Regions from separate parts of the Mus musculus genome. Here all the other regions are linked to region 5. The links are chromatin contacts, called in public Hi-C, HiCAR-type, HiChIP or PLAC-seq and promoter capture Hi-C maps. All regions are on one chromosome and are shown on one strand. The core of a region is the stretch at or near the end of the contact, and the rest is flanking DNA. Distances in the headings are between cores, read along the strand shown.

Region 1 (3,888 bases), core at 216-2,715, 2.4 Mb before region 5:
AACTTTGGTTTCTCCCATAACCTGGGAGACAAATATTCTGTCTGTCTTGGTTTTATTACGTATCTCTCCTTGTGCATTTTACTCTTGGTCCTTTGCAGAATACGGAAGACAGCTCAATACAAGGAGAAAAATACTAACATGAATCTGTCTGAGTCTAATTCCCAGTATTTCATCACCTACAGTATTAAATTAGAAGTTGGACTAGGTATCCCCAGGATTGTGAGTTTAAGATTTATAAATTTGTCAATGCTGACTGAATAAGTAGAGCATATTTGAGTGTCAGGAACAGTAATTATTCTTCCATTACCATGGGAAAAAAATCCGAGCTAAGATTTCGGTCTGATCAAAATGTATCTGAGATTAGCAGCATCATTTTTAAAATTTTCTTTATCATGTTTTGTCTGCATGTGCGCATGTGCACCGCGGGAGGGCCTGGCACCCACAGAAGTCAAAAGAGAGAGATGGGTCCCCGGCACATGAAACTTTGGATGGTTGTGAGTCACCACCATGTGGGGATGGGATTCGAACCCAGGTCTTTTCACGTGCGAAAAGCGCTCTTCTCCATTGAGCCAACACCCCCAGAATGTGTTGGCATACTTTAATAATATAAACGACAGTCTTTAGGCTTAGGCCTGGGCCAATCTCGAATCTCGAGTTATTTGGGGAATCCATGCCAAAAAAACAAAACAAACAAACAAACAAAAAACCGTTCAGGTTCATATAGGGTTAGATCTCCCGAAAAAGAAAAAAGTACTCTTTTTACACGGGTTTCATATCACAGGTGAAGCGATACTGAAATGTTGAGATTATGGGGAAATTAAACGGGGTTCTGATCGATAACTTTCCATCAGAGCGATTAACCTGTGGTAGCGTCAATAATTCCCCACATCCTATTCACAAACACACGTAAACGGACCTCCTTTGGCCTCTGGTTCTGGGAATGCTTAGACATCAGAACGACAAGAGGCCACCACATTATCCGAGACTTAACTTGACCTGGTTTCAACTGTTGTAAAGCCCCACTTGAGTGCTTTTCACTAGCACTCACGTAGTCTTGCTACCCCAGCTTCCTTTAAAAACCCGCAAGTGGACGGACATTCTGTAATAAAGAACAGTCCCATAAAAGGGGGGCCGTGCCAGAGGTGTTCCCCAAGTGCTGGATCTATGGGAGGATGACCTCCAGAACCCGATCTCGTTCTTTCAGCTGAAGGACAGACTAAACCTTCTTTAGCTAAAGAAACCAAGTCCGTTCGCCAGGGCACTTAGCTTCCCCTTGTCCCGAAGCAAAGACATTGGGGTCGCTCAATCGTTCCCACTTCGAACTTGAGCAGTGGACACAAACACACGCTTACCTGGTTGCTAGGAAACAGTACCGCCATCCCCTCCAATCAGTAAACACGTCTTTGGTGGCCAATCACAGAAGCCGAGACAACGCGGCGTGAGGTGAAAGGTCAGGCCGCTTTTGTCGGCCATTTCTCTTAGCGCGGGTCGCTTGGTTGTAGCGGCAGCCGCTCCGGTCACGAGGGGCGGGCAGCGGCGGAGTCGGCGGCTAGCGGGGTGCAGCGCTCGCCGGTGGTCGCGATGGTAAGGACGATGAGCGCCGCGGGGGCTGGAGGACGGGCGGCCTCGCGGGGCCCGCCGCCCCCTGCGCCTCCCATTCATCCCCACGAGGCGCCGCGCGGCTGGCCGCTCGCTCCTGCTCCCGACGTCGGAGGCCTTGGCGGCGCGCGCGCGGAAGCCCTTCCCCTCCCCGAGATCCCCAGCCACCTTTCCGCGTGTTGTTTGTCCCGGAGCCTGAGGTGTAGCCTAGTTTGGGCTCACAGGGTAGGGGTAAACCGAAGCGAGTTTTCCATTTCTACCTAGCACGCTCCGCAGTGCGCCATTTATTCCTTGCTGTTGACAATTTTAGCAGATTGTCCTCTGGCGCAGAAAACCCCGGCTACCCTTCCACTCATTTAATACTGATCTTAGGCGCCAGGAAGATGGGGTGGTAAGGTAGACTCTGCGTTTTCTTAGGAGTGGGAGGTAGGCAGCCGTCAAATAATAACAACAAAATAAGCAATTACAAGTAGCGGTGATTGTTAAGCAGGGAGCTGATAGGATGCTCTGAGAGGTGCACTGCCTAGTTATAACGCAGTGGAGGAGCGCTCTTCTCCAGAAGGTGTCAAATAACCAGACATCCAGGTCACAGAGCAGGTGGAAGAGTATTTCTTGCGCGAGTTCCAAGTAGAAAGTAGGTTTGACCAGTTGGAATTGACAAGAATTGACCGCTGCTTGCAAGAATGATGGTTTTAAAATACAGCCTGGGACCTTAACGCCTCCTAGGAAATATGAGGCTCTGTCAAGTGCAGTTAGAGACCATTGGAGCATTCTTTTAAGTCACAATAGTACATGACTTGATAAGTGGTTTGTGGATGATAAATTATAGGCAGCGTAAATTGGCTACTCATTTAGACCCTGTGCTCTCCAAGATTCTTTGGGATGGTGTGTGAGTGGAATGGAGTATGGGGGTGGTTATGAATTTAAAGGGAATAATACTTCTTGATTTAGCATTAAGAGGCCCTCTCACTGACGATATTGAGCTTTTTTTTTTTTTTTAATGTCTGCAGAGACCACCCTGTACCTTTATTTTGATTCCTTTAGAGCTTGGATAATGTAGGTATTTGGGGCTTTTGTCCATTCGGCAGTGCTCAAAATGGAACTAGTGACCTAAGTATCCTAGGGCAGTGCCCTGTCATTGTGTTACACACTTGCCCCACTCCCATCTGTCATTCGACATTTAATTGCATAATTCATATTTTCGTTTCTGTCAGTGGACTATGAAGTTGGCTAAATGGGTACTTAAATTTCTCTCAGACACCCTCCAGCAAATTATAAAGTGATGGTGGATCGGAGTTTACCCTGTGTCATAAAGTCTTGACTGGTGTCTCAGTAGAGAGTGGGTGGTGGAAGCTGAGGTAAGCAAAAATTATTGAGTGCTGCCTTTGGTTTTTATACAGAGTCTACCCCTCAACCCCAAGCCCTTTCTCAATGGGCTGACAGGGAAGCCAGTGATGGTGAAACTTAAGTGGGGCATGGAGTACAAGGGCTACCTGGTCTCCGTGGATGGCTACATGAACATGCAGGTATGCTGAGGAGGAGGAGCATGGGTGAGGAGCAGGAAACCAGGTTTCTACTGTGTCACCTTACTCCTCAAAGGTTTACTGAGACTGGTGGGAATGCGCACAGATTGACAATAGAAAGTGGAGTCGAGATTAAAGTATGAACCAGGGAGGAGGTTGAACCATGATGTTCTTAGGAGTACTTACACCAGAACACAGAGCTTTGACATTTGGTCTCTAAAGCAGAAGGGAAAACTAGTTTATTACAGAAAACAATGATTCAGCCTGTCTTTTTCTAAGACGTGTCTGTATAGGCGATTAGCACTATGATGCAGTGGCATTAGTACTCAAATGGAACTCTGTACCCATTAAATAGTTCTGTTACCACCTGTAATCCACCTGTAATCCAGCCCTATGATTAAGAGTGGGACTGTCTCTCATGTAAGTGGAATGTATTATAAATTCAGCTAACTTCAGATCAAAAATTCTTAAGAGAAATTATATCTTATGTTCGAGGTACACAGTCCTTTTGCTTTCTCCACTGTACTAGGCTATGATCAGTCTAGAAATTAGAAGGACATTAGGTTCTATGCAGATGCTCAGCTATTTGAAACAAGGAGCTCCAACACCCTTGGTCCTAGAGGCCCTGGAACAAAGCCCCATAAATGCCCTGGGGTAGGCTTTTTGTCCTTTTGTCTGGTTTGATTATAGCTTCAGGATTCATTGATAGAAGTTACTGCTTTTCAGGACTGAATAATATCCCGTTATATAGCTATAACGCATTTTT
Region 2 (3,449 bases), core at 780-3,279, 2.9 Mb before region 5:
AAAAAAAAAAAAAATCAACTCACTCAGCTAGACACAGGAAGTGTCTCTCTTTTAAATACCACAAAAATGCTGTGGATTTCCTTAATTGTAAAGTTGATAAGTATAAAAATAGCTAGCCTTGTTCTGGATTAATTTGAAGAAAACAATCGTAAACTTCCTGACTGAATTCTAGAAATTTTAATTATTAAGTTTTAAGTTTTTATTTTAAATTAATTATATTAATTCAGTCATTTTAAAAAGCTGAACGATGGCGAGGGTACAGAAACTTGGGCTGAAAACGATCCGTTGTTTAAATGGAACACATCCCAAAACTGAGAGAAACGTTTGTAAATAACTCAGTGCATGATGATCACGTGATGAATGCACATCACTTCAAAGAGAATAAAGGTCTCACTTTCTTATTGTTACTAATTTCTTGCCTGTTTGAAGTAATCCGGATTTTGCCTAGCAGTGTGACTCCTTCAAGGCTTTAGAAGTACAAATCAGAACATTTAGTGTGTGTGCTCTCCTGACAGTTTTCAAGTTGCAGGAATGTTAAACAAACGCCAAAAAAAGCAAAGAAAATTTAATCTGATACTTAAGTGCTAATTCTAGACCTAACTGAAGTGAAACTTACGCTCTTTTACTACAAAATCTCTCATCAAAGTTTCTTCTGATGTGGATAAAGATGCCTTTAATATATCCCATACCTTATTAAATTCTGGCTTTGAAAATGTGCTGTGTTCTTATAAAGAGACTGTCCCTTGGACACAAATTTGGAAGATTAGAAACTGTTCCTTAAAAAGGTCACAACACAATGAGCCAAAGTGCTTAAATTCACACAAAGGTAAGGAGAGGCTTTGTCATTTGGGTGAGTGGAAAGGAGGCAGACTGAAAATAGGGCTTTGTTTACACAGTCCAGGTACGAGGGGGGTGGGGGGGGGAGGAAGAAAGGAAGGAAGGAAGGAAGGAAGGAAGGAAGGAAGGAAGGAAGGAAGGAAGGAAGGAAGGAAGGAAGGAAAAGGTGAAGATGAGCAAAAAACAGGGAGGGGTAGGTGCAGGGGAGGGGGCAACTCGGTTTTGTTTTATTTTACCAACTAATAGTCCATACTCACTCAGGTAATAGGGCTCAAAACACCAGGGTGCAAACAGCTCTATCCAACCCTCCTTACAAGCGCGAAGAGTTTCAGTCAATAAATACTAGGTTTTCAAGCAACGCGGGCTAGTGGCGGAGTTTCTTCAACTCGCTGGAAAACTGTCCTAGCTTAGAATAACTGACTCCTCCACACCGGACTCCACGCTTCCCACACCGCGCACAGGCAGCGACAGCGCCTAAGTCACGGAACCCGAGCAAGCTCCGCGACGCCGTCCCATCACCTGGGCTCAGGGGTGGGGGACGCATCCCGGGGACCCCACAGCGGGCGCGGGCGACCGGCGCCAGTCCCGCACCGCCCACCCGCGGGGAACGCAGCGGGAGCCGGAGCCCGCCGGCGCCCGCCGCGACTACTCCCCAGCCCGGCGCGAGCGCAGCCACTTACCCGCGGCAGAAGTCATGACTGCCCCGCGCGGCTCACGCCCTCAGTCCATGGCTCCCGTTCAGTCCACACTCCCCAGAGTTTGAGCAGAAGACAAAAGTCCCCGCAGCGCCCACATTCCGTCCCGCACCGCCTGAGCGCCTCACAAAGGACGGACGCCGGCTCCCGCGACCCTCCGGCGGACCCGGGCGCTAGCGGCCAGCGACAGGGGGACGTGCACGAGCGCCGCTCCGCCGCGCTCCGGGACGATCGCCAGGCGCGCGCACGAGAGGAGATCGCAGCGGCTTCGCGGACGCGCGCCCCACCTCAACTTGAGAGAAAAATCCGCGCTCCAGGCGCCCCCTAGTAGTCAGGGGATGTAAAAGGCAGACAAAAGCCATAGCTCTCTCCAATAGGAGCTCTGGAACGCCCGCCCGCTCCCGCCCCTCCAGCCTACACGCTCACCCTCTTCTCCAATAAGCAGGTCGGAAAGGGGCGTGGGTCGCGATGCATGCCGGGAGTTGTAGTTTTCAGTGCCCCCGAGGTGGGCAGGAGCCGAAGCCTGGGTGCTGCCCGCCCTCCTGCCTTCATTTCCCATCGTGCTGAGGCGGGTGGTATGGCGGAGAAGGATGACACCGGAGTTTGACGAAGAGGTGGTTTTTGAGGTGAGGAGAAAATGGCGGGGAGTGTGGACCGTCTTTGTTTCCGAAGGACTAAAGGAAGAGCGAGAAGGCAAAGCGATTCAGAGGGGAGGGATAGGGTGACGGGCGCCTGCGGGCCTGGGTCCCCAATCCTCCGCTGTTTCGGGGCCTACTTGCTGCAGCCGCCTGACAGGTATAGCTCAGGGGATCCTGGCGTGGTTGGCCTCTGCCCCGAGCTCGCCCAGAATTCCCAGACCCGGCGCAATTGACCGGCCCTGGGCGGGAGCCTTGATCGGTTCTTACCCTATGGCTGCACCGCCCTGGACTGCGCCTCGTTGGGGCGGGGCCGAAACGTGCTGGATATTCTGTCTACTACTTAACCTCCTTCCCTTTTTATCTTTGATTTTTGCGGGCCTGTTAATCCATAAGTGCCTCCGGTCATCATCATCATCATAATCATCATCATCAAGGTGTGGCCTCTGGAATGCAGGCAGGCAGCAGGTGCCTTTCTATGTGGGGTTTAAGGTCTGTTAAGTGAGACCTGTGGCCAATGGTGTGAGCTCTGGCGTCTCAGCACCTAGGTTCCATTCTTTTGTCCTTGCTGTTGCGCTAAGTGTAGCCAGTTCTGAATGGAAGCTCTGGTCTGGATGTGAATGCTTTTGTGTTGGACTATTTTAAGATGTCTCTGCCATCTTGAATTTAAAAAATAAAGCCTAGTTAATGGCTTTAGTGCCATTTTTACCCCATCAGACAGGTCAATACCCACACCCTGGAACGTGTATGTGTATGTATTGAATATGTATGCCATACTTTCCCTCAGCCAACTAGATTTCAGGGAATTCATACAAGAGAAAGAGAAGAAATCCCCCGTGGTGTATAATGGGAGGGTGAGGTACGGTACAGAATGTGAAGTATTGAGATATCTAAAAACTGCCCGTGGAAGCATAATTTGGAACCCATTGTCCACTCATAGCACTTTAAAAAGCTACACACAGCAAGTGATACCCTAGGTAAATCTTCAGCTCTGAATGAAATTAGGAAGATTGATGGGAGAAAATGTACTCCAGGAAAAGGGTTTTATGTATGCCAAAGATCGGGGTGGGGTGACAATACTGAACGTGCAGCTTTAGGGGCTGGAGTATGGAGGGTTGCAAAGTGACTTAATATAGCTACAGTATCGAGGAGGGAAATATGACTGCTTTGCTATTATGAAGGGTCTAGATATGAGGACTTGAGTAGAGAGGACAAAGGCATACATTTTGGAAGTCAGAAAAATTAATACTGACTTGGATATTCATCTCTAATATGAAATTGA
Region 3 (3,488 bases), core at 589-3,088, 2.4 Mb before region 5:
TTACCACCCCTGGTTAATCTCTCTCTCTCTCTCTCTCTCTCTCTCTCTCTCTCTCTCTCTTGGCAGTACACAGACATTTGTGGTTGTGTTTCTGCTTTGTGAGCAGCTGTTGAGGTTTTCACTCACATTATTTTATAACTTCCTTCTTTTGTTTTTGTTTTGTTTTTTTCTACCCCATCTCTATTTTCTTATAGAACATGGTGTGGACCTAAAGGACATTTGCTTCTAGTCTGTCGGAAGCTATTTTTACTGTCTGTTTTATTAATGGCTATAAGGTGACCCAAAATTATCTTTGTGATTTGCAGAGTAAGCCTGCTTTTATGGTATTGTTTTCAGTCCTTGACCCTGCCACCCCCATCTCTTGTAGTATTTGTTGGCCTGGGCAAGGGAAGAAAATCTCTTATCTTTTTAGGAAACATACCATAGAAACTAAATAACTTAAGGGTGATATAGTCTTTAGTCTCAGCACTGATGTGCAGTGTGTGTGTGTGTGTGTGTGTGTGTGTGTGTGAGTGGGGGTGGGGAACCAGGGAGAGAGAGAGAGAGAGAGAGAGAGAGAGAGAGAGAGAGAGAGAGATCTGAATTAAAAGGCTATCCTGATCTACATAAAGGGCTCCAGAACAGCCAGGGCTACACAGTGAGACTTATCTCAACAAGAGAAAAAAGACCAAGGGGGGGGGAAGCCCTAAAACCACATATGTACAAATAGCATTATACAGACCAAGTGGGCTGTATTTATGTATTTAGGGACACACACACACCATAGAAAAGGTCTTGAATTTGAAAGAGAACAAGGGTGGTTTAAGAGGAAATCAGGAAATGATGTCATTGTAATCTCAAAAAATTTATGTGTGTGTGTATATGTGTATGTGTGTGTGTGTGTGTGTGTGTGTGTGTGTGTGTGTGTGTGTGTATGTATTCTTTACAAATCCTGCCTGCCAGTTCTTTAAACAATCTGGATACTGTCTGTCTACAACCTTGAGTGCAGTGGTGTGTGTGAAAGCCACCACACTCGGGAGGAGGGGGGGAGTGTCAGACACCCGGGTCAAATCTGGTTTTACCTCAACAAGTCTGGATCACTGTTGAGACCTATCCTTCAAGAAGGCGGTCGGGACAAAGCAGACAGAGGCACCAAACTGATACTCTGTGTCTCAGCTTCATCCTTCCCTGCTCCAGGCTCCCTTCATCCTGGGAACCGCTTACTACCAGGCCCAAGCGCCGATCTGGCCAACCGAACACGCGTGGCACCCGCAGCCAGGCTAGGAGGGTCACGCGGACACCGTGAGCCTCTGCCCCGTGCCCCTGTCGCCTGTCAGCGCAAGTTTGCTAGGTTCAAGTTCCAGCTCCCAGGGCACAGTGTGTTTTTGTCTCTGTTTCTGTCACTGTGTCTAACACACACACATACATACATACACACACACACACACACCATGCACACTCACACCACACGCATACACACACCCCACTGTGTCTGCCTCTGTTTCTGTCACTGTAACACACACACACACACACACCACTGACGTCTCTGTGTGAGCCCTTCCCAACAACACTTCACTTGGCCACTGCACCGCATCTACCTCGCCCAACTTGATCACTTCCGGTGGTGGCTAAATTTCAGTTTTGTTTTGTTTTTAATCCAGAAGTTAGGGGTTGGGGAGGGGGTGATATAACCATCACCTCCTTTACTCCAAACCTGGAAAGGAGACCTGAAAAGACTGGCGTCCACAATAAAGTTTATTCCAACTTTATTCCAGGCGCTCTGGTTGGCACTGCTCCTGTCCCGGTCACTGGCTGCTGGCCAGCTCCCGCCCCACGCTGCCCAGCCCCGCCCCGCCCTGCCCGGGAGCCACAGCTCGCAGGCTCTCCTGTCCTCCGCAGCCCGCCAGCGGCTAGAGCGACAATGACGAGCAGCCACCGCCTCCTGCTGGAGAACGCACAGCAAGTGGTGCTGGTGTGTGCCCGCGGCGAGCGCTTCCTGACCGGGTCTGCGCTGCGCAGCCTGGCGGTGCTGGAGGGCGCCAGCGTGGTGGTGGGCACGTGAGTAGCCAGTAGCTGGGGACAGGCGAGATGGGGTTCCGGAGCGAAAGCTCTTTCTCCAACAAAACACCTTCAGGGCATCTTTCATTATGATCATTGATCATTGATCCCATTATAGCTTCTAAAGTACTGGCTGGTGGGTTTGCTTTGTTGTTTCCAGAAGAGTCTGTAGACTCTTTTTTGCTCTAAAATCCCGGATATTGATCCAGGTGTGCAGTCCCAGCACCCAAGAGGCAGAAGGTGAGGTCTGTAGTCTAAGGCCATCCTTGACTGTATGTAGAGTTTGCATGTGAGATCCTGTTTCAAAAAACAATCAAGAACTTAAAAAAAGAAAGAAAGAAAAGAAAGGAAAGAAGGAAGGAAGGAAGGAAGGAAGGAAGGAAGGAAGGAAGGAAGGAAAGGAAGGAAGGAAGGAAGGAAGGAAGGAAGGAAGAAAGAAAGAAAGAAAGAAAGAAAGAAAGAAAGAAAGAAAGAAAGAAAGAAAGAAAGAAAGAAAGAAAGAAAGAAAAGAAAAAGAAAAAAGGACAGGGTTTCTCTGTGTAGCCCTGGCTGTCCTGGACTCTTGTAGACCAGACTGGCCTCGAATTCACTCACAGAGTTCCACTCATCTCTGCTTCCCGAATGCTGGGATCAAAGACATGCCCCTCTTTAAAAAAATACTTTTAAATAAAACTAACATTACATCTTTTTTCCCCCCTCAAAAAGCACCTGTGGTGTGCATTATGTAGTCCAGCATAGTGGCCATGTCTTTAATACCAGCACTCTGGAGGCAGGGGTAGACTATTCAAAGTCAGCTTGCTCTACGTAATTCCAGGGCAGCCAAGTGAGACCATGTCGTAAAACAAACAAACCTACGGCTGACCCGCAAAATCACTCAAGCCCTGCATCAGGGAACTAAGGTTAACACACAGGCGCTTTGCTTTGGGGTTGTTTTCTAAAGTAAATAAAAATGTGTCAACACTCACACCTTTTAAAGAGAAGGAATGAATGTGTATTATTTTGTAGTTTATTCTTTTTCCCACTTAGTAGTAAACAGTAAAGCCTCACTATTCCATGTTAATAGTTTCTAAAGGGCCAAAACTCCTAACACCTTTGGAAGGTGGTTTCTAGCTTCCTTGAGTAATTATGTTACTGGATGTGCACTTTGTTCAAACATGACTCCAAAACCCACCACTGAATGACAGCCCACATTCTTAGAAGGTGGACAGCTGTGTGGTTAATGTGGTCCTGAAGAGAACCCCACACCCCCAGAGTCATCCCACACAGGCTGAGGCCATCAGAGATCTCCATCGTAGGCCTGAACTCATTTAAAGTCCAACAGCACACATGAAGTGGTGTGTGCTTCAACCTCCAGCTCTCCGCAGAGCCCTTTGCCCTGTGGCTCCTGGTTAAGTCAGCTCCATGTCAACCAGGACAAACCTCTGACAGAAGAGGAATTCCTAAGTAGGGAG
Region 4 (3,417 bases), core at 12-2,511, 2.5 Mb before region 5:
GCTCCCGGGGACTCAGACACAGCAAGCCTGGAACCGGTGGCCTAAAGACAGTCCAAGAGAGACAGGACCGTAGCGGGAGGGGAGAGGGGCATCTGCCCGTTGCCCGTAACCCAGTTACTGAGCCAAGGAACAGACCCGCCTCCGACCTCCTGCAGAGCTTCGGCCAGGGTACCGATTCCCCAGGGGCAGTCAGCCAGCTCCGGGCAATCACCACCTGAGTGATCACCCCCCATGGTCCCAGTTCCGAGTTCTACAGCGTTGCAGCCAACGCCCCGGGAAGAGGGCGCTCACCCTCACCCCAGGTGGCCCTACCTGGCTCTCAAGTACACAGAATGAGATCCGGGAAGGTGGCGATCTCTCTAAGTGAGAGATCGGTCTCGGCCCACGCACGCCCAGGGTCTCTGGGCCACCCCTCCTCGTCACTCCTCAGGCCATGGAGAGCCCGGGGATGGCGAGCTGGGTCCTTTGTTCCCCCTCACCAAGTGCAGAGGCAGTTTTCCCCCCCAAGCCAAACCCAGAAAGAAACATTGATCTCTCTGTATCTTCTGCAGGGCGTACCCAGGATATCTGGTTATTCAAGGACATGTGTATCTCAGTTGCAGGAGAAAAAAAAAAAATCAATAGTGTTTGAAACTGCGGAGTCGCGGGCAAAGGAGACGGAACATGGCCACTGGCTTCATCCTCAATAGCCGAGCTCTGGGCTCCCGGTCCGGGATCCCCTATATCCCCCAGCCCCCGAGCTTGGGTGGAGGGGCAGGAGCAAGGGAAGAGGGGTGGGGGCCCGGCCGCGTCACCACCCACCTGCGGCCACCGCGGAGCAGCCCCAGAGCAGCAGCAGCCGTGCGCAGCTCCCCATGGCCGGGCAGCTGCGGGAGCGGGTGGGATGAAGCGGCAGTGGTCCTCGGGAGCACCGGGGGCTCTGTGGTTCTTCCTCCTCCCGGAGCGCCAGGCTCGCTCAGTGGGCACCGTGGGCACAGAGCCGCGGGCCGGGGCCGCGCCAGGCGGCGGGGTGACCGTCGCGCACCGGCCTGGCGGGGCCCGGGCAGCTCAGCAGCGGCGGGAGCCCCGGGATCATAGCCGGCCTGGCCGCTGCCGGCTGAGCGGCCCTGAGGGCGGGTGCGCCGCTCGCCCAGGGCTCGGCGCCCGCAGCCGACGCTGAACTTTGCGAGACCTTTCACTTCCCGGCCGCCGCCGCCTCCCGGCTGTCCTCCTCCGCTTTTCCCACCTTCTGTGGCCGCCGAGGCTCGGTCCCGTCCTTCTCCATGGGCAGTTCCATGGGATGCATTTTTATTGCACCGACACCGCGGCGCTCCGGTGCCAGCCCTCCTCCTCCCCTCGCACCTCCACCCCTTCCTCCCGCCCGCCCCCCGCGCTTGACAGCCGGGCGGTGCAGACGCGCGGGTCCGGTCATTGTCGCCGCCGCCGCCGCCCAGGGGGAGGGGGTGTCTGCAGCCCCCGCTGCGCGCATCTCCCTGCCTGACCTCGCGGGTGCCCTCCAGCACCCAAGGGCCTCGCCTGGGAAACAGTCTCCCACCTTCTCCAGGAACATTCCTGAGAGCAGTTGACTCCCTCCGGATCAGGTCAGGGCATGCCAAGGGGCTTAAAAACCCGCGAAACAGGCGAGCGACTACTTTCCAAAAAATCACCCAGCAAAACAAGCCTTCCCCCCTCCCCCAACACCACTCCACAGCACCCATTCTCTGCGAGTCCCACGGTCTGGGTTAGGACCACCCCAGACCCCCAATTCTGCCTAGGGTACTGCCAGTGAACGCGCACCAAGTGCCAAGGGTCCTTTAAGTCTCTGCTACCTTTTTGGGGGGTGCAGCCCAAAGGAGTCGAAGGTGTACCCGTTTGGTGTAAAAGATGTTCTCACACGGCCTGAAAGACCAGGATCCATGATCAGGGAATCAACTGTTTAAGAACATCTATGTCTGGAGCATCGACATAAGAATGCCTGGGTCCTAGGTGCATTCACACATTCTTCATAGTATGGTGAGCAGGGGAACCATAAAGTTATGAAATATCTTATGGGGAGCAATTTAGCAGCAACCACAAGCAGCTAATTGTAGCTCAGGGCTGGTGTTTATGAAAGGAGATTAAATAGCACTTCAGCCTGGGACTTCTGTAACTTCTCTGAAAATATAGTTCTGCTTACACATGCAAAGAAATTGGCAAACGTTGAGTCGAAGGCAATTCTGTATTGCAGCATTCAGTGTGTGTCTTTGAGTATTTTCCAGAAAGTTAACTGCTTTGCAGATACCATTCAGTTATTATAAATTGTCAGAAATACAGATGGGGCCAATTAGAGCTTTGGGGGCACACGTAGATATTATTTATAATGACCGAGCTGGAGACATATAGGTTTCTATCTCTCTAAAGGAACTGAGTTGAGGTTAGCATAATCCACTGGGAGGCGTTAAAATTATTATTTTGGCCAGTACTGGAAGTGGCAGGCGACATGAGAACCGTCACCAGCTTTCGAAAACAAACTCTGAGCTTTCAAATACTGGCCACGCTGGAGCCTCCGTTGGCTCTCACAGGTGATGCTTCTGATGCAGTTGCTAAAATGCTTCTCCCAACTGTTCTTTTTATTAAATGAACGACAGGGGATCGTAACAGGCTAAGGCTCCCAGCCTAAACACTAGCCTACAGGCCAAGAAAAAGGAAGAGAAAGACAGTATTTACTATTAATCTCTGAGACAATATATTAAGTTGAGGCAGGGCTAATCCATGCCTGATTATGAATTTCAGAAGCATTTGCTGGGTACTCCCCTGATCGCTTTGTAACTGGTTTGTCGCTCCTTTAATAAAGCAGCAAGATCCTTAAATGGCAGCTAGACACTTAGACTATGCAAGACACAATTATGTGGTTTTTTTCTTACATTGCTCGTTATTCTTAACTGAAAACACTTGTCAGACATGCAATAAATGTTTTGACAGTTATCTCAAAACTATTGTTATATGCTAAGAATAGAGACTGAGAAGAAAAGCGGCGAAATAAGAACGATTCCCAGGATTCTAGAGGAATGTGGGATCTCCACAGCAATACTTTAAGTGTGGACTAGCTCAAGAGAAACGGTAATGAGCATTCGAATAAATGTTGTCTGGGCGCAATGTGGTGGTTTCCGCCTGTAACCTTAGCCATTGGTAGAGGCAAGAAGCTCATGTTTTCAAGGCCAGCCTTGGCTACAAAGCAAGCATGAGGCTAGCTAGGTCTACATGAGATCCTGTCTTTTTTTTTTTTAAGTGCATATCTAGTATACGTTCTTACAAATTATATTTTCATTTTGAAGAAAGGACCCAAGAGAGTTGGCCAATGTGAGGAAAATGTGTTCCGGGGTGGGGACATTGCTCATTATGACTTCGTGTTATGAAAATGTCAAGAACTGACTCAGAACTTTCGAGGTGTCATGGATT
Region 5 (3,764 bases), core at 386-2,885:
ACACATTTTGGATCTCTGCACTCAGGAGGAGGTAGACAGAGCTGTGTTCGAGGCCAATCTGGTCTACATAGTGAACTCTAGGAGAGTCAGGACGACATAGAGAGACCCTGTCTTGAAAACACAAAAGAAAACCTATCTTCAGATTTATAGGTCCATTTTTACTGAGGGTTTTGCTTTTCAACGTCTTCCAATTTAACCATGTAGACATAGGTAAGCACAGTTTAAATATTTTTGTTCATATTTTTAATTTTGTTCATGCTTAAATTTAAGGCTTTTTTATAGAACATAATCTAGAGCTTAAGACACTGAGGGAATGATTAAGAGACTCTGAATCTGAGGTCAGCTGCTTCCTCTCACGAGCAGTGTCCTGAACCATTTCCTGTGTAGACATTCACATTGTTCAAAACCCTAGATACATTGAAACACTATACATGCTTTCATTCGCTTTTTATTTTTGTTTTTGTTTTTTTTTTTTTTTTGTTTTCGAGACAGGGTTTCTCTGTGTAGCCCTGGCTGTCCTGGAACTCACTCTGTAGACCAGGCTAGCCTCGAACTCAGAAATCCACCTGCCTCTGCCTCCCAAGTGGTGGGATTAAAGACGTGCGCCACCAACGCCCGGCTCATTAGCGTTTATTAACTACACATCTTATTGCGGACTTTTTACATAAATTTAACTCTGATCATGTTCGCCCATATATGTAATTTGTTAATAGGAAACATTTCTGGTCAGTATTGTGTTCCAGAAAACAGAACTGTGGCACATTTGAGACGCTAACTTGAATCAGCAGCATGAGTTTTACAGGGTTCCTGGCTCCCTCTAAAATTAAAAAATTAGTATGCACCACTACAGGCACATAAAGTTGAATACTAGAGACTTTCTAAATGTTGCGTTTCATCTTGTTCCATTACCAAACATTAGGTTTGATGAAGTTAGGGGAAATCCTTGGTGCTTGGGGTGGGGGTCTTAACCTAGACGGCTTAAAAATACAAAGAAGGCATTTGTTTTAAGCCCCAAGAACTATGGAAACCAAAGGGTTTGGTAAAAGAAGGCAAAGGGAGACTTAAAAATGCAATTTTGTAACAAACTAAAGCTGTATGGAAACCTTCAGCTGTGGAAGTCTGGCTTTCCCTAGATTCCAGACAAAAGAAGCGTTTGCGAACCGAGGGGATTTGACTTCCTGCGCATCCCGCACCACAGCCTGTCTGGTTTTCACGCTTCCCCTCCAGGGCCAGCACTCGGAGGGGGCAAGGCCAGTCGGCCGCCATTCTTCAGGGGGGCTCGGTGTCCCGGGAAGGAGCCAGGCCCGGGCAAAGGGTCCTCAAGAGAGCTGGCGCAGAACTCCGCCCGTCCGAAGGCGATCGAGGCCGGGACGAGGCTTCTCCGGTGCAGGGGGCCAGGAGAGAGGGAAACAGCGTGCAAACCCAGTACCGCCCATCCCTTATCAGCGTCCGAGGGGAAGGGCGGAGAGCCGAGGAAACAGCGGGCCCCGCGCCCGAGCTCCCGCCCGAGCGCCTTTTAAACTGCGTTTCTGCACCTCTCGCCCTGCGCCGCGGCGGCTGGAACCCGCGCGAGCCGCCCAGCCAATGGGTGGCGCGCTTCCTCCGGGCGCCCGCCAATGGCGGCGCGCGTTCTTGGGGCGTGCGCGAGCCAGGCTCCCCCCACCCCACCCCACGCACTAGCTTGTGTATGGGCTCGGCTCGCTGCGGGCTCCGGGTTCGGCTGCACTTGCTCCCCAGTCGTGCGCCAGGGGCTTTTTGTGGCGGGGGCCGGACCTGGGTTTTGTGTCCCGAGTTCTGTGCCGTGCCCGCGGCGCCGCTCCGGGGCAGGGATCTCCCGAGGCGGCGGGCGCAGCCCCCGGGACCAGCGAGCGAGCGCGCCGGCGTGAGCAGCGGCGGCGGCGACTGTGAGGGGCCGGGGAGGAGAGAAGGAGGGGGACGAGATGCCGGAGTTCCTAGAGGACCCTTCGGTCCTGACCAAAGACAAGTTGAAGAGCGAGTTGGTCGCCAACAACGTGACGCTCCCGGCCGGCGAGCAGCGCAAGGACGTGTACGTGCAGCTCTACCTGCAGCACCTCACGGCGCGCAACCGGCCGCCGCTCGCCGCGGGAGCCAACAGCAAAGGGCCGCCCGACTTCTCGAGCGACGAGGAGCGCGAGCCCACGCCGGTGCTCGGCTCCGGGGCCTCCGTGGGTCGCGGCCGCGGCGCCGTCGGCAGGGTAAGGCGAACCCCCCCGGGGCCGCGGAGACGGGCGTTTGGCGGCCGCGGCGCGTGCTCGGCGGCGGGGCTGGCCCCCTCGCGGGGTTCCCCGTGCCCGCGGCGGCGCCCCGATCGCGAGGCCGCCGGGGAAGGCGCGGAGAGGGGAGTCCTCGGTGCGAGCCGCCCCGGCTGTGCTGCTTGGCTGCTCGGGCCGGGTGCACGGTCCGGAGTGGGTGTAGACGCGGCCTTCCGAGCCGTTTTCTAAAGCCCGACAGGCTTGGCCCCCGGCGCGCGAGGTGAAGTTGTAGCGTTTTCCCGCTTTAGCGCCGAAGTGACTCGCAACAGTGTCAGAGCGCTCCCTGGAGGGCAGTTTGCGACATAGTCATTTCTGGCCTTTTTTTTTTTTTTTTTTAAATAAAGGCATTCCCGCCTTTTTATGTTGTTGACTTTTTTTTTTTTTTAAACAGATGGAGGGCTTTTTGAACCGTTTTGTTTCCTCGCGTGTCATATTCTTCCAGTCATCAGGCCCCGCCTTAAGTGGGTTTGCTGTACTGTAAACGGGACGTTTTAAGTACGTTGCATTTGGAAAAGTTTGTTCCCGTAGACATCCTGGAGAATCCCAGCTAGTGAGCGTTTTGTTTTATCGTTGTAAGATTTTTGCTGGAGGAAGTAAAGATCCGGAAGCAAAAAGAAAAGTTTATGACATACTGATGTATCAGTATTTGAATTTGAATGCCTCAGGCCAGTGAGATGTAAGATGCGTTCCTGCCGGTGTGTATCATTTTGCCTTTTTTTTTTTTTTTTTGGTTGCTGGCTTTTTGGGGGTACGTTTTAAATAGTATTTTGTAGGTTTATATTTAGTTAACAGAATTCAAGTCATTAAAAATTAGTTATGAGTGTTGATTTGGAGTGTTTTAAATCTTCGAGAAGCATGTGAATGTTTTGACTGGTATCGCGGTTTGCCTCTCGTTTTGGTGCTGGGAATTGAACTCAAAGCCTCTTTTTTGTATGTACTAGCCGGGAACTACACCTCAAGCTGTTTGCTTCTTCGAAAGTTTAGAGTGTCTTGCGATAATTTAAAAAAAAAAGTGGGTTGTTTCCTGACTGCTCGAACAAGAGTGAAAGTTACATCAAACGCATGTGTGGATTTAGTTGAGAAAACTTTTACCCTTAACTTTCAATGCCTAAGTGTTTTAAGATTGACACAAATCTCGGGGCGGTGGTGGCGCACACCTTTAATCCCAACACTTGGGAGGCAGAGGCAGGCAAATTTCCGAGTTCGAGGCCAGCCTGGTCTACAGAGTGAGTTCCAGGACAGCCAGGGCTACACAGAAAAACCCTGTCTCGAAAAAACAAACGATTGGCACAAATCAGTGTCTAGTAAGCATTAGCCCCGTGAATTACAGCGTCGGGCACCTGTAATCCCTGAGTCCATGGCCGTCCTCGGCTACTTGAGCTCTTGCCTAAAACCAAGTAAATATTGACCAGCCTACTGTCTTTGGTGTCTCCTATTTGTGGATTCTGTGGGGGCAAACATACCATGTTATTGTTTGTGTGTGTGTTTGAA
Region 6 (3,449 bases), core at 585-3,084, 2.4 Mb after region 5:
GTGCAGTCTCCTTCTTACCCGTAGATACCACAGCGCCAGGCAGGGGAAAAGCGGCACAATGGGGTGCTCTGAGTGACAGAGCACTCACTGTACAGTGGCAGTACCAATATAAACTTTTAGGGCACTCTCCACTAACCCACAGAACTGCCTCAACAAACCACTTTTGTTGTTGCTTGCTTATTATTATTTGGGGGCAGTATTTGTTGAGATAGGATCTTTTACTTTGCAGCCCTCGATGCCCTGGAAATCAGCATGTAGACCAGGCTGGCCTCAAACTCACATAGAGATCCGCCTGCCTCTGTTTCCTGAGTGCATTAGAAACTCATATTTTAGACAAAAAAAAAAAAAAAAAAAAAAAAAAAAAAAAACAAAAAAAAAAACCCCGACATTCACTACTTTATAAAATATTCCCAGGAACCTTTATGTACCCAAGGCACCCTGAGATGTAAAAGCATTTGTGGCACAAATACTTTGCCTTCAAAAGTCACTAAAGGGAGGAAAAAAAAAAAAAGATTCACAATAGAAAGTGAGAAAACGGAAACGTGGGGGATATGAAGAATATGCTCAACATATAATATACACGGATACACACACAATTTTAAAAATAAAAGGCAAGGCCTTTTGGCTAGTGGTCCAATAGGAGGCTAAACCAATAGCAGTGAGTCTGAGGCCACCTTTGGCTGCAGAGTGAGTTGCGTTCAAGACTTGACAACTTAGTGAGATCCTATCTCAAAGTTTTAAAAGGGCTGGGGCTATACAGCTCAGCAGAAGGGCGTTGCCTAGCATACTAAGGGTTGACTTCCAACAGCGCTCCCTTGTAGGCATACAAACGCACACGCACACGGAAAGGAGAGGAGAGGAGAGGAGAGGAGGAAGAAAGGAAGAGATATTACACTTTGCTATTTGAGGGGAATGGCAGAATTAAAGCTGCCCACTCTAGAAAAGCGAACACGGAGCAAGCTGTATACAGAAAGAATGGGTGTGACCTGACAAAGTCCTTTTGCCCGTTTAGACGTCTAGATTTGGAAAAACAACGCCGAAAGGTTACAGAGAACCGAACGGAACTATAATGCACCGGATCCACACACTTCTGAGAAAACTGAGTAAATACTGACAGAAACCGAAGATTTTGCAACTCCTAGAAGCTCCACCTGTACCGGAGCATCACCACCGTCGGGTGCGCTCGGACGTCTACCGTAGTTCCCTCACCTGGAGAAGTGCGAATCAGCGAAGCGACATGAACATCTCACTCCCTGTCCCACCGGACTTCACAATCCACCTAACTCCATCCACCATATCTACGGACAGCTAACTACAGCGGGCGAGCAGACAGGAGCAGCGCAAGGATCAACAAACAACACCGGTCCTCGGGTTTCTCAGAAGTGACGCAGTCCCAACACCCACCCCGATGCCACCAAGCTTCCACGAAGGATCAGACACCTCGGTGAACCTTCAGCTGCCTGGCTGCCAGGCACCCGACGCCCCGTTCCGCCTACCCAACCGAGATGGGGGATGCAGGATGAGGGGAAAAGGCCGGGCTGGGATCAGTCCGGACCCCGCGGGTGCAAAGGACCGAGCCGGGAGGCGGAATCTCCCTGCAGGTGAAGAGCCAAGGTAGCGAAGAGCTGCCCCGCGGCCCGGCCGGTCCCCTCGGTCGCCTGACGCCCTTCCCACGCTCCTCACCCATGATGAACCGCCGCCGCGCCCTCGCCGATCCTCAGAGACAGGCCGGGACTCGGCAGCGACTCCTAGTTGAGCCTGGGCGCCGCCACCTCCGCTACTCCCGGACTCCGGTTCCGAAGCGGACTCCTCCAAGCCTGGTCGGCCAGCAACTTCCACGTCGTCCACCCAGCGGGGGCGGGAGCCGGGGCGAAAGGCCACTGCGACTGCGCGCTGGACACGGAGGTCTGGGCGTCCGCGTCGGCGCTTTCGATGCAACTCCCAGGCGCTCTGAGCGTAGCAGAAATGAACGCCACAACTATAACAAAAAAAAATTTAAGACAAAAGTGTTTCCTGATTCCACTTTTCTGGACAATAAGGCCTTCTCAAATATTAAAATGAGACTTTTTCGTGTTAAATTCTGATATCATAAAGTGGCGAATCGGCCAACGGAAAATAAAAGCTCGATAAAGCGAAGGCACAGAATGCTGGCGCTGGTTGCAGCGTCCCGGTGGTTGCACATCTGCGGAGGCGGTCCACTTTCCTCTAAATGCATTCCCGCAGGAGGAGCCAGGGTTACGTAATAATAACGAGAAAGCTCACCCGCAGTCACTGCATACCACCAACACGGGGCACCCTCGTACCCGAGGTGTCTAATTTTTGATCTCTGGGTGGCCACCTGACCGACCACCCTTCCGCCTCCGCAGAACTGGGAACTTCTTGCCTCCTGCAACTTGAGTTGGAAGTTAGGTAGTTTTCGATAGTGAAAGGGTTTGGTGTTTCTTAAAATTCTTAGAAACGCGTCTTGCTTCTGCGCAGCCTCTCAGAGGCTCGAGGCGCGCTCCAGGTCGGATCCACCTGTAACCCACGCCATGGCTAAGGAAGGCACTGCTGCTGGAGTTGTCATGGACGTCAATACGGCTTTGCAAGAGGTGCTGAAGACCGCCCTGGTCCACGATGGCCTAGCGCGAGGAATTCACGAAGCTGCCAAAGCCTTAGGCAAGCGCCAAGCCCATCTCTGTGTGCTTGCATCCAATTGTGATAAACCTATGTACATCAAGTTGGTGGAAACCCTCTGTGCTGAGCACCAGATCAACCTAATTAAGGTTGATGACAACAAGAAGCTGGGGGAATGGGTAGGCCTCTGCAAAATTGATCGAAAGGGGAAACCTCGGAAAGTGATAGGTTGCAGCTGTGTGGTGGTTAAGGACTTTGGCCAAGAATCTCAGGCGAAAGATGTCATTGAAGAGTACTTCAAATGCAGAAAATGAACAAAAAAATTGGCTTATTTTCTGTTAAGTTTCTCAAAACAGAAAAGTACAATTATCTCAAGCTCTTGAGTTTTCGCCGGAAATAATAATAGCCCTTTTTTAGGAAGTTTTCTTCCACATGGAAACATTGCATTATTATGTTCTGGTTTATAATGAAAATGGTCATCTTTTTGGAAATTTACAAACTGCCTAAGATTTAGTCTAGCATTATTGGGGCTTTTTTTTTTTTTTTTCTCGAGACAGGGTTTCTCTGTGTAGCCCTGGCTGCCCTACAACTCACTTTGTAGACCAGGCTGGCCTCGAACTCAGAAATCCACCTGCCTCTGCCTCCCGAGTGCTGGGATTGAAGGCGTGCAACACCACCTCCCGGCCTGCATTACTAGGGTTTAATTGACAAAATATTATATGTATGTTGCACAGTGTGAGATAGATATATAGGTATATATAGATATATATACACACACACATACATACATATGCATGAGAGAGAAATGATTACCGTGAAAATAGGCAAACCCT
Region 7 (3,518 bases), core at 518-3,017, 2.7 Mb before region 5:
AACTCAGGACTTTTGGAAGAGCAGTCAGTGCTCTTACCGGCTGAGCCATCTCGCCAGCCCCCAAGGCAACTCTTATAAAGACAACATTTATTTGGGGCTGGCTTGCAGGTTCAGAGGTTCAGTCCACTATCATCAAGGCCAGAACATGGCAACAGTCAGGCAGGCATGGTTCAGGAAGACCTGAGAATTCTACATCTTTATCTGAAGGCTGCTAGCAGAATACAGGCAGATAGAGTGAGGGCCTTAAAGCCCACACCCATTCGAGGCCAGCCTGGTCTACAGAGTGAGTTCCAGGACAGCCAGGGATACGCAGAGCAACCCTGTCTCAAAAAAACCAAACCAAACCAAACCAAACCAAACAAAACAAAACAAAAAAAACAAAAAACAAGAAACAAAAAACAAAAAAAAAAAAAAAAAGAAAAGAGGAAAGAGAAGAAAAGAAAAGAAAAGAGCCCACACTCACAGACATACCTACTCCAACAAGGCCACCCACACCTAATTGTGCCACTCCCTGGGCCAAGTGTACACAAACCATCACACTTTACCCAGCTTCCTTTCTTATACCACCAACCAGAAACACCTGGTTAAGGGATAGAATTGCCTACAGTGGGTTGGGCCCTTCCACATTAATCATTTAATCAAGACAATGTGCCTGTAGACTTCCCTACAGGCCAATCTGATGGATGCATGCTCTCAGTTGAAGTTTCCTCTTCCTGGATGTCTCTAGCTCGTGTCTAGTTTGTAGTCTCTAGACAGAGACCATGAGGAAGGTGAAGAATTCCACTACTAAGTGTATGCTTTTACAAGAACAACTTTGTTACAAGATAAGAAGAAAGTCTATTAAGACAAAATCTGAGGGGACTATCCTGAGTTAGAAGAATTTTACTACTCTTGCAGTTGCAAAGAGAAGCTAATAACACATTGTAAAATAAAAGCTAATTTGAGATGTCATGAGATACAGTAAAGATAAAGAAAATAGTTGTTGGTGGTGGTACTTGCCTTTAATCCCAACACTTGGGAGGCAGAGGCAGGCAGATATTTGAGTTTGAGGCTATTAGTCTACAGAGAGAGTTCTAGGACAGCCAGGGCTGTCTTGAAACACTCCCACTGTCTCTCCCCTCCCCCGCCAAAAAAATATAGGAAAAATATTATAGAGGGCAAGGAAAATATGTTTAATTTCAAGAAAAGTCCTTTCCAGAACCCTAAGGAGAGGATTACAATTCCCTAGTGGAATGGGTTTGGGATTCTTCATCCTCAAAGCAGATCCTTAGTGCACTCCAATTTCTTTTTAATATCTTTTGTTAGTATCTCCTAACAAAGTTGTCCTATTAAAGCATCAGTGGCTTCCTAAGACCAGAAACCAACAGCGTCTTTTGAGACTGTGCCGTCTACCCTTTCTGTAGTAGGTTTTTTTTAAAGATTAATCTATTTATTATATGTAAGTTTAGTGTAGCTGTTTTCAGACACACCAGAAGAGGGCATCAGATCTCATTATGGATGGTTGTAAGCTATGTGTTTGCTGGGATTTGAACTCAGGACCTTCAGAAGAGCAGTCAGTGCTCCTTGACAGAATCTCCAATACCCACCCCCAAATCAAACCCCCAAACTTGCAAACACCAGTGTCCTCTTGGTTTTCTTTGTACTTTGGTCACTGAACTTTCAAGCCTTCTGCCACACTTGGGCCCAATGCTGCTAGCATCCCTATCTCTAGTAAACATTCCTCAGGATGACTGGGTATCTTTGTCTGCATGCCCTGCAGGGATCTCAACCTTTGGATGTAGGCAGTTTATCTTTGACTCCACCTCATCCACAGCCTCCTGGGCCAGAAACCTGGGTGCCATTCTTACCTTCTCCCCCGCCTCCAAGATCAAGGTCAGTTATATTCTCTTAATTATACTTCAGAAATATTTCTGTCTTCAAGCCTCTTGTCCCTGGTCCCCAGTTATAGCCTTTGCCTACACTTTCATCGGTATTGATACCAGCAGTAGCTTACTACTTCTCTATGACCTCTAGCTTCTGCCATCTTCGTTCTACCTTTAGAACAGAGACCATCAGACCTAAAGATCCCTTTTTTCAGTAAAGGTGTGCACCACCACTAGGCTTTGCTTCTGTTTTTATAGTGCTGGGGATTAATGTAGGGTCTTTAGCATTAGAACAAGTGCTCAACCGCTGAGCTACACACTCCCAGGCCCCATTTTATGTAGCTGTGGTCAGGCCTGTATAAAGTGAAACCGCTAACAAAGAGAACCTTCGAAGCTATTCTGACATCAATGAAATTTGGTACCTAGTTTAAAACTAATGAAAACACCAGAACTCTCTAGCTGGGCAAAGATCCTTACTGATGATAACTCCTTGGTTTATCCAGATAGCTACTCACCATCTACTTTGGCAATGGTCTAAAAAGAAAAGAAAATTGCAATCTGAATAAGGGACTCTGATGAAGCACTAGGGGAAAAGACATGGGCAGAATTCAAGCATACTTTGTTGAAGCATCTAAAAGTGAAGAACTGACTGAAAACTAAGAAGAGTGTGTGTTTTGGCATTATTGAGGAAGGCCTGTTCCCATTGGTCAGAACCTGCACTTGTCTCAAAATAAGAGACGCGTGAGAACGTAGTGTCCTTTTATTTTGAGACGGGGTCTCTAAATAATCCTGGAAACTCACTCTGCAGACCATATTGGCCTCGCATTTACAGAGATTCTCCCGCTTCTCTGCGGAGTGCTGGGATTAAACGGATTAACCGCCTCCAAGCGATGATCCTATCTTGAACCATCGGAGGTTTGGAGTGCAGCATACGAAACGCGGAATTCCGGCTTCCAAAATTATCCCACGCTTCTCGACAGCTTCCCCGCGAGCTGTGACAGTGAGTTTAACGCGGTCTTTGAGTCATCAAGAATGTGTGTGATAAATACATTATTTTAACCCTCTCTCATCACTGCCTGTAGGATTTTTTTTTTTAAATAGGGAACACTAAATTCCTCGTGTTAGTGGCATCTCCTGCGCACTCTGGAGCGAAGCCCCCCTGCTTTTTCCCAGGCTGGGAAGATGCGCACAGGGGGTGCAGAAGCTTAGGGTCAGAGTAAGCGCTGAGCCAGGAGAGGGGGCGGGCACTTAGACCGCGTGCTGCAGAGTCCTCCGCCGTCCCAGCATTCCCTGCGTCCGGACCATCGAGCGCGGCTTCCGGCGTCGCTGGTGGAGGTGGGTGAAGAAGGAGCGGGCCCTCGCCGCTCGTTCTCGCTCCCTCTCTCTCTCTCTCTCTCCCTCTCTCTTTCTCGGGCAACATGGCGGGCGTGGAGCAGGCAGCGTCCTTCGGGGGCCACCTGAATGGCGACCTGGATCCAGACGACAGGGAAGAGGGAACCTCCAGCACGGCCGAGGAAGCCGCCAAGAAGAAAAGACGGAAGAAGAAGAAGGGCAAAGGGGCTGTGTCAGGTAAAGGAGTCGTGCTTTCGCCGTCCCTGCCCGGCATGGCCGAATGACTTGGCTCAGGCCCGCCAGGGGTGCCCGGGGGATGGGAAC

What was found. Promoter capture Hi-C pulls out the DNA fragments that hold promoters and counts their contacts. Hi-C and Micro-C count contacts between places; a contact is called where the count stands out from the background. HiCAR-type assays count read pairs that join an accessible place to other places. HiChIP or PLAC-seq counts read pairs in DNA pulled down with a chosen protein or histone mark. Capture Hi-C pulls out chosen DNA fragments and counts their contacts.
Region 1: a contact with region 5 is called in an H3K4me3 HiChIP or PLAC-seq map of pro-B cells, with 10 times the contacts expected there. The contact joins the promoter of Snrpf here to the promoter of Tmpo in region 5. A contact is called at or near these places in 9 of 39 promoter capture datasets (the 3T3-L1 cell line, 3T3-L1-derived adipocytes, the C10 cell line and 4 more), 1 of 15 datasets of contacts at CTCF or cohesin (large pre-B cells), 4 of 484 Hi-C or Micro-C datasets (CD4 T cells, CD8 T cells, embryonic stem cells and 1 more), 11 of 115 datasets of contacts at active chromatin or transcription factors (acute myeloid leukemia, astrocytes, differentiating embryonic stem cells and 7 more) and 2 of 9 other capture datasets (adipose tissue and liver).
Region 2: a Hi-C map of CD8 T cells shows a contact between it and region 5, with 4 times the contacts expected there. The contact joins the promoter of Vezt here to the promoter of Tmpo in region 5. A contact is called at or near these places in 3 of 39 promoter capture datasets (hippocampal neurons, pre-B cells and second pharyngeal arch cranial neural crest), 3 of 484 Hi-C or Micro-C datasets (CD4 T cells, CD8 T cells and pre-B cells), 5 of 115 datasets of contacts at active chromatin or transcription factors (embryonic forebrain, large pre-B cells, memory CD8 T cells and 2 more) and 2 of 9 other capture datasets (adipose tissue and liver).
Region 3: a contact with region 5 is called in a Hi-C map of B cells, with 9 read pairs. The contact joins the promoter of Amdhd1 here to the promoter of Tmpo in region 5. A contact is called at or near these places in 7 of 39 promoter capture datasets (the C10 cell line, embryonic stem cells, hippocampal neurons and 3 more), 1 of 484 Hi-C or Micro-C datasets (B cells) and 8 of 115 datasets of contacts at active chromatin or transcription factors (the 230-238 cell line, astrocytes, embryonic forebrain and 3 more).
Region 4: a contact with region 5 is called in a HiCAR-type map of astrocytes, with 5 times the contacts expected there. The contact joins the promoter of Ntn4 here to the promoter of Tmpo in region 5. A contact is called at or near these places in 2 of 115 datasets of contacts at active chromatin or transcription factors (astrocytes and embryonic stem cells).
Region 6: a promoter capture Hi-C map of adipose tissue shows a contact between it and region 5, with 2.9 times the contacts expected there. The contact joins the promoter of Arl1 here to the promoter of Tmpo in region 5. A contact is called at or near these places in 1 of 39 promoter capture datasets (erythroid cells), 1 of 115 datasets of contacts at active chromatin or transcription factors (large pre-B cells) and 1 of 9 other capture datasets (adipose tissue).
Region 7: a contact with region 5 is called in a promoter capture Hi-C map of pre-B cells, with 4 times the contacts expected there. The contact joins the promoter of Metap2 here to the promoter of Tmpo in region 5. A contact is called at or near these places in 2 of 39 promoter capture datasets (hippocampal neurons and pre-B cells) and 3 of 115 datasets of contacts at active chromatin or transcription factors (astrocytes, large pre-B cells and stem cell-derived neural progenitor cells).

The regions. Positions count from the first base shown.
Region 1 is chr10:93,587,235-93,591,122 of GRCm38.p6, reverse strand. Snrpf (small nuclear ribonucleoprotein polypeptide F) reads left to right here and starts at 1,465. Exons shown (of 4, transcript NM_027246.1): 1 at 1,465-1,584; 2 at 3,000-3,125. The coding sequence starts at 1,582. It overlaps 4933408J17Rik (RIKEN cDNA 4933408J17 gene), which reads right to left and starts at 1,710. Exons shown (of 4, transcript NR_045810.1): 1 at 1,353-1,710.
Region 2 is chr10:94,034,379-94,037,827 of GRCm38.p6, reverse strand. Vezt (vezatin, adherens junctions transmembrane protein) reads left to right here and starts at 2,029. Exons shown (of 12, transcript NM_172538.5): 1 at 2,029-2,158. The coding sequence starts at 2,123. Fgd6 (FYVE, RhoGEF and PH domain containing 6) reads right to left here and starts at 1,827. Exons shown (of 21, transcript NM_053072.3): 1 at 1,518-1,827. The coding sequence starts at 1,533.
Region 3 is chr10:93,538,383-93,541,870 of GRCm38.p6, reverse strand. It overlaps Amdhd1 (amidohydrolase domain containing 1), which reads left to right and starts at 1,838. Exons shown (of 9, transcript NM_027908.1): 1 at 1,838-2,037. The coding sequence starts at 1,901. Ccdc38 (coiled-coil domain containing 38) reads right to left here and starts at 1,239. Exons shown (of 16, transcript NM_175488.6): 1 at 1,062-1,239.
Region 4 is chr10:93,638,893-93,642,309 of GRCm38.p6, reverse strand. Ntn4 (netrin 4) reads right to left here and starts at 1,261. Exons shown (of 10, transcript NM_021320.3): 1 at 802-1,261. The coding sequence starts at 856.
Region 5 is chr10:91,169,490-91,173,253 of GRCm38.p6, reverse strand. Tmpo (thymopoietin) reads left to right here and starts at 1,635. Exons shown (of 4, transcript NM_011605.3): 1 at 1,635-2,216. The coding sequence starts at 1,941.
Region 6 is chr10:88,729,799-88,733,247 of GRCm38.p6, reverse strand. It overlaps Arl1 (ADP-ribosylation factor-like 1), which reads right to left and starts at 1,834. Exons shown (of 6, transcript NM_025859.3): 1 at 1,684-1,834. The coding sequence starts at 1,687. It overlaps Gm4925 (predicted gene 4925), which reads left to right and starts at 2,147. Exons shown (of 1, transcript NM_001037166.2): 1 at 2,147-3,449. The coding sequence starts at 2,532. The coding sequence ends at 2,930.
Region 7 is chr10:93,889,451-93,892,968 of GRCm38.p6, reverse strand. It overlaps Metap2 (methionine aminopeptidase 2), which reads left to right and starts at 1,767. Exons shown (of 12, transcript NM_019648.3): 1 at 1,767-1,872; 2 at 2,695-3,431. The coding sequence starts at 3,281.